Linked DNA regions of Hordeum vulgare: region 1 is linked to region 2. The links are chromatin contacts, called in public Hi-C maps. All regions are on one chromosome and are shown on one strand. The core of a region is the stretch at or near the end of the contact, and the rest is flanking DNA. Distances in the headings are between cores, read along the strand shown. Region 1 holds the start of LOC123439259 (17.9 kDa heat shock protein 2-like). Region 2 has its middle 8.4 kb from the start of LOC123439257.

Evidence for each region. Hi-C and Micro-C count contacts between places; a contact is called where the count stands out from the background.
Region 1: a Hi-C map of seedling shows a contact between it and region 2, with 2.9 times the contacts expected there. The contact joins the promoter of LOC123439259 here to the enhancer-like site in region 2. A contact is called at or near these places in 4 of 6 Hi-C or Micro-C datasets (leaf and seedling).

Annotation. Positions count from the first base shown.
Region 1 is chr3H:13,400,151-13,403,562 of MorexV3_pseudomolecules_assembly, forward strand. LOC123439259 (17.9 kDa heat shock protein 2-like) reads right to left here and starts at 1,510. Exons shown (of 1, transcript XM_045115995.1): 1 at 546-1,510. The coding sequence starts at 1,312. The coding sequence ends at 815.
Region 2 is chr3H:13,366,813-13,370,166 of MorexV3_pseudomolecules_assembly, forward strand. No RefSeq gene overlaps it. Among protein-coding and RNA genes, the nearest start is that of LOC123439257, 8.4 kb to the left of the region's middle. Within about 2 kb of position 1,414, at least 1 of the 3 cell types and tissues checked has open chromatin away from gene starts, as enhancers often do. A contact at or near this core is called in seedling, where this site is marked.

The DNA of each region.
Region 1 (3,412 bases), core at 260-2,759, 33 kb after region 2:
GTAAGTTTAGGCATGGCCTGGTCCGAGATTTTTGGACGGGTCGGATCGGGCCGTCCAGGCCGGGTTGCTCATGGCGAGGTATAGCCCACACTCATCTACTTCCACGCTAGCGGCGATATCATCTGTATCCTCATCATCTGTATAACCCGTGTGCCATTTATGACTCACTAGTTTGCCCGATATCATATGTATCCTCATGTTTCTGAACTTATAATAAAGAATACAGTTTTTGTTTAAAAAAAATCTACTTCCACCTCTCCGGCGTCTCCAACCGCGACGTCAAGCCGCAGAACATCCTCCTTGACGCCGACGGGAACCTCATGGTCTATGACTTTGGCCTCGCGGTGCCCTCGGAGTCCCACCGAATAGCAAGAGTTTGACAAAATGCATGAAAATAATGTAAATTTTACTCTGCTATGTTTGAATGATCAGTTAGAAATGACCATTTTTAGTGGAGTAAAAGTACTCTCTTAAAGATACCAGGCCGTTTACTTCTCTAGGATTGGTTAGAGTTGCTCTAACAAGTACTGAATTTAATTAGCGAGTACCAGTAGAATGATTCAGGCTTTCTCTTCATCAACTTGACAGTGAACACTTCACTAATTTGACCGTGAACACCAAAACTGACAAGTAAGAGTACATGCAAACTTGACTGTGCGCATGCATATTACAGGCCGAATGGCCGATGAAAGTAGTACGTAGTTACGTACATCGAACACCACAATTTGCTGCGGACCCATCAAGCAGATCATACATACGAGCAGCAACTTATTACTGCACGTACGTCCGTAGTCGGCACCGGCGTCGATCGCCATCAGCACGGGCTGGCCTCGACGACCTCGATGGCCATGGGAGGCTCGGGCATGGCCACGGCGGCGGCGGCGGCACCGACCCTGGGCACGGTGACGGTGAGCTGCGCGCCGCCGTCCTCCATGGCGGCCCTGACCTGGCCCAAGGCGGCGTCTTGCGGGAGGTGGAACCTGCCGAAGAAGGTGGCGCAGCTGCGCTCGACGTGGTGCCGCGTCTCGCTCTTGGCCTCCCTCCGCAGGGTCCGCTCGCCGGCGATGACCAGCACCTTGCCCTCCTCCTCCACCTCCACCTTGACCTCCTCCTTGGTGACCCCCGCGGGGAGCCTGGCGCTGAACACGTACGCCTCCGCCGTCTCCCGGCTCTCGATGTAGGTGTCGGCGAACGCGGTGGTGTCGCTGGCCAGCCACGCGTCGGCGCCGCCGGACGCCGTGGTGCCGAAGATGCTGCCGAAGGGGTTCCACGAGTCCAGGGCCAGCGTGTCCAAGAACCTCACCATAGACATCCTCCTCTCGTTTAACAAGCTTGGAAATATATGTATGTCTGTTGTATGTGTGTGTACCAAATGCAGGCTAGCTTGGAAAATATGTAGTATCTCTGAATGCTGCTAGCTCGGAGCTGGCTAATGGCGAGCGAGGCACCGTCTATTTATGGACGACGAAAGTATACACTAGCGGACCAGCCACCTACCTTGCGCCTTCCTGCGGAGCTGCAGCTGTCTCTGTAGCTTGACTTGTCCTTGCTGCTTGGGCCAGTACGTGGTGTGAAGGGGTCCTTGCTTCGTTGCTTTGTGCATGGAATCATATGGGGACGATCAAGAAAGCACGCACGAGAAATCCGAGCAACAACGATGAAAGCAGACCCGATGCACCTAAAAAATGCATTGAAAATTATCCAAAAAAAAAAACACTTTACAGCGCCATTTTATGCAAGAAAATATCGCACGAGAAGCTACAAAAATTGGGTCGCAAACGGTCCCTCCGGTGCACTACTTTTCCGGACCATTTCGACGGCGACGTCGTCCAATAAATTCGTTGGCATATCCTCGTCACCTCGCTAGGCTTGGCGACTCACCGGGAGCTAGCCGCCGTACGCATGAGTCGGCACGGGTGTGGGGCGACGTGTCGCACGGTCGACGTCCTAGAGTTATGGCCTCGATGTGCAGTCCCGTTCACACTCTTTCTCACTCACACGTTCCTGTTGTTGTTGTGTCATCGACAAGATCGCGTCGTCTGCAAGGCCAAGGCGTACGTCCGTGCGCGCTGTACCACTGATTAATTAGGTAGCCTTTGTTGTAATCTCGATCGACGTCGAGGTAACGATGGCGCAACAATTCTACTTCTTGGTGTGATCTGCTTATTCATTAGTGGCTCCACGCAAGATTCTGGGCTTTAGCGAGAGCACAAGCTAGCTAACTGGGGATGATGCTACATGCACAGCGTTGTTGCGGTGGCTTAATCATTTTTTCTTACTGTAGAGATGTAGGTGACTCGTTGGCCTTCTTGTTAATTAATTTGTGATTTGGAAAGGGAAGGTTTCTTAGAGCATGGTTAATAGTATAGCCAACTGCTGGCTATAAGCAGTCTTATAGCCCACTTTATAGCTAGCTTGTACAATAGTTAGCTATAAAAGAGTACTAATTTTATCATATATGATACACGTTTCATTCTCACAAAGCACCTAAGAGTATGTGCTAGAGCTGGCTCTTCACGAAGAGCCCGCTTCCCTTCTCTCTCCTCATCTCTCTCATCCAACTCAGCAGAAATATACTATTTTAATCCTTACAGCCTGCTGACTGTACCTTATTGTACTTGCTCTTATACGCCGTACCAACGCCTCTGCGTCAACAGATTTCCATTTTTCAAACTTCTTGTTCGCTTGCTCAGCAGGTGTGTGTTGTACAAGATTAGAACGTAGAGATTGACCTCCTCGCCGCCGCCTGAGGCAGCTGCCGGGCAAGCCCAGGGCGTCAAGAATGGTGGCCGCGAGATCTCGGCTGCCCTGACTCTGCGTGGAGAGTCCCGGATCTGGAGCGGCGGCTCCTTTAACGAGGCACGGTAGGCTCTGGCGAGCAGCTGTACGGACGGTGGATCTAGCGTCTTGGTCGTACGGGCGGCGGGATCCCGGTGATCGTTGGCGGCTGGTGGCGGCTTCTGCGACGGTCGGTGCGCGCGATCTGGCGCCTCCTCTCCTCCTCTGTTCGGCGTGCGGGTCAGCCTGGTCGGGCCGTGCTTCCCTTGGTCGCCGGTTCTATACAGGAGGCGCTGCTGGTGGTGGAGATCTAGTTCAGGCGAAATCCCTGGCCGGCCACGCCGACAGCGACAGCTTGGACGCCGTTCCCCTCCTTGCAGGCGTCGGTATGGACTGATCTCCTCACTTCCCCTTTCCCTAGGTCTCCCGGAGGAAAGCCCTAACTTTGTTGGGCGGCGGTGGCGCTCATGGCGTCGTTACCTTCTTGAAGGCGCCGGTTTGGGAACCTTGGGGTTGGGCGGCGCTTGTGGGTGATGGGTGACGGCGGTGGTGCGAACCTATCCTAGCATGGATCTACGTCCGTTGCTTGAAGATGGACTCGCATAAGTGGAGGTCATCGTTTGGCGTCGTGGTG
Region 2 (3,354 bases), core at 164-2,663:
GCACCTTCGGTAAAACCTTAAGCTTCGAGAGCTTCTTCCACATCTGTTCGTCATTCATTGAGGTGTTGGTGACCTTCCCTTCCTCTAGAGCAACAAGCTCTTTCCGAGTCACGAGAGCAGGGAACGCAGATTTGACAGAATAAGAGCCACTCCTTTCAAAAGCCCAGGCCAGGAAATCATCCCCACCACCAGCATGCAGTGGGATATTCAGAATAGCTTCCTCAGGTAAAGTGAAGAAATGTCGAACAACATCTTGCCTCCAAGTCCAATTGTCAGAGTCAATGAGATGATCGACTGTACTGAGAGTAGTTCCACCCGGTATGACCGAGGGCGACAAGTTGATCAATCCAGGGATCCAACAATCCTCCCAGATGGAGATATAACTCCCATCTCCTACTCGCGTTCCTGCCTGCAATGATAGCTCGCCAGATCGCGGACGAGGACTTCGGGATAGTAGCAGCCATGAAATCACAGTCAGGGAAGTAACGACCCTTCATAACCCTAGCACACAGGCAATTCGGATTAGCGATAAATCTCCATCCGTGTTTACCTAATACCGCCAGGTTAAACAGTTCGAGGTTACGAAACCCCATGCCACCACCAGCCTTAGATGATGCAAGCTTGTCCCATGATATCCAATGCATAGCTCGACGATCAAGGGAACCTGTCAACACTTTCCTGAGTTGCACTAATGAAGATCAGACAATCGTCAGCAAACAATAAGTGACTAACCCACGGAGCTCAGAAGGATACTCGAATACCTCTATGAACATTAGGGAAATAGTTAAGCAGAGAAGTAAGTCCCTCCGCACAAAGCAAAAAGAGAAATGGTGAAATTGGATCGCCTTGCCGCAACCCACATGAGGGGGTGAACACAGGTAGGAGATCCCCATTCACTCTCACCGTGAACCTGACGGAGGTCACACACTTCATCACGAGGTTCACACACCGACAGCTAAAACCAAGCTTGAGCATGATTGCCTCCAAATAATGTCATTCAACTCGGTCATAGGCTTTCATCATATCCAACTTGACAGCACAAGAATAATTTTTCCCTTTTTCCGCCTCCTCATAGTATGAACACTTTCAAACGCCACGACCATATTGTCAGTAATCAGGCAGCCCAGGATGAATGCACTTTGTTCCTCCCCCACCACTGCATCCATAATCTCCTTCAGACGATTAGTAATCATCTTGGCAGCGATCTTATAAAAAAAACTGGACACAGAGAAATGGGTGGGTATTGGCTAATCGACTGTGGGTTTCTTACCTTCGGAATAAGAGTAATATACGCATCATTAAACTGTTAGGACATAAAAAACCGTGGCGATGAACTCGGCGTGGCTGGTACGTGTATGGGCGCGCATCGGGCACGTCGGGTGCATCGGGTTCATGGGCTAGGTGTGCGTGTGTGTGTTGCACGGGGTGACCAAGCACTCGCGCAGAGTAGGCGTAGGAATACAAGGCAGGCAGTTAGCTAGCTATACGGCGATCTCGCGCACGTCCGTTGGAGCTGGCCGCTAGCTGCGCGCGGGAACGCGTCGTAGCGGAGCGAGGCGTGCGGATCGTGGACGCGAGAAGGCAGGGAGTGAGGGTGCGTGCCCGGTCACTTGCCTAGGTATAAAGCTGTATGGTTACGTTGTACTGGAGCCGGCAATTGAGTTCGTGCTCAAGATAAAAAGGATGCTGTTCGTGCGGCTGTGGCGTTAGGAAACTTCCTATGTCCCTTTTCTTCTTCTTTCCCTGATCGTTTGACGAGAGTGCAGAGAGACGGGGAGAGGTAGGGCTACGGCCAGCTAGGACAAGAGCTGGGCTACTCCAACATAAACCCAACCGGCAAATCACCACCATTGAAAAAGCCAAGAATAGCCGGCACAAGGTCGCCATTGATCAGATCCCAGTGCCGCAGGAAGAACCCTGCAGTAAAACCATCGATACCTGGGGCTTTGGAGGGAGACATCTGGAATAAAGCTGTATGAACCTCCTCCGGGCTCCGGCCCGAACGGTTGATCCAGGAATGCATTCATATTGCCATTGACTCTCTCCGGAACAAACTGCAGTAGCGCATTCATATCATTGTAGCCTTGGGATGTGTATAAATTTTGATAGAATGCTTGCACTCCTGCTTTATCTTCAGCTCTGGACGCACAAGAAGACCCTAGTTGGAATGGTATTTCTCCACCTGCCTCCCTCCTCTTTCAACCTTGACCCTTGAAACTCTTTTCCATGGGCCTCATTCCCTATGGCCGATACCATGTTTTTTCCTCATAATTCTTAAATTAAGAATTTATTTTTAATATTTTTATTAATAAATTAAACACATAAAATATCATGTGTTGTAGAACAGGAGGATTTGTGTATGGCGGGCATTATGATTCCCTAAGTCACTCTCAAACCATACATCTGCTTATTTGTTCAAGCCGATGGGTTCTTTTGTTTGCATTTTTACTATTGCTGATAGATTGTTGATTTGGCAATTGATATGACAAATATTTATTTTGGCCTAACAAATTATATACGTAGTTAACTCTTTCCTTCACTGCTAAGACAACATGTGCAAATTTAGAGCATCTACAAAGGTAATCCGCAAATCTCCCGCATCCGTTCGGATCGTACAGTCACGACCACGGAAATCATCCAACACGAATTTATATCGGTCCATATTGCAGTTTGGATGTACTTTCTTACGTAAACAAGAGACAAATGTGTTGGGTTTTGCACGCGTTCGGACAACACCTAGGCCCTGCGTCTGATTGTGCTCGCCCATAAATCCTTCGTGTCTGAAATGGTTAGCGCCGCTCCATAGTGTCAATGCTGTATTCATGCCTGGCCAAAATGGACGAGACTTCTCACTAGCGCCGAAATTGAAGCAATGCGCTGGCCAAGAGAGTGTCGCCCGCGCCGCTTTCCATGCATGCGACTGCTCCACATTCAATCCGTCTGTCTCCCGCATTAACGACACAATGGCGACCAGTCCAATGAGTCTGTCTCCCACATTAATGCCATGTGGTTGCTAAGACGGCTACTCCAGTGCCACGAGTCGGTCCCTCTGTCACCCAACCATAGCCACAGTTATCCAGCTCCGACATTTTCTCTTCTCGGCACCACTTCCACAATGGCTTCCTCACGCTACAAAGTTCTTTGGGACAGGCCGACGACGGATCAAAAGAAGAAGATGATCGCCATTACTCTCGGCTCGATGGCTGTCACAAGGCCGAAGGATGACAACGTCCAGATCAAGTATATGACGAACGATGAGCCGACATCACCCTCGTCGTCCACGACACCCCCTCCTCCTCCGAGCCACCATCGCCAGCGCATTGCACCGTGACCATCAGCAAGGCCTTTGACTTT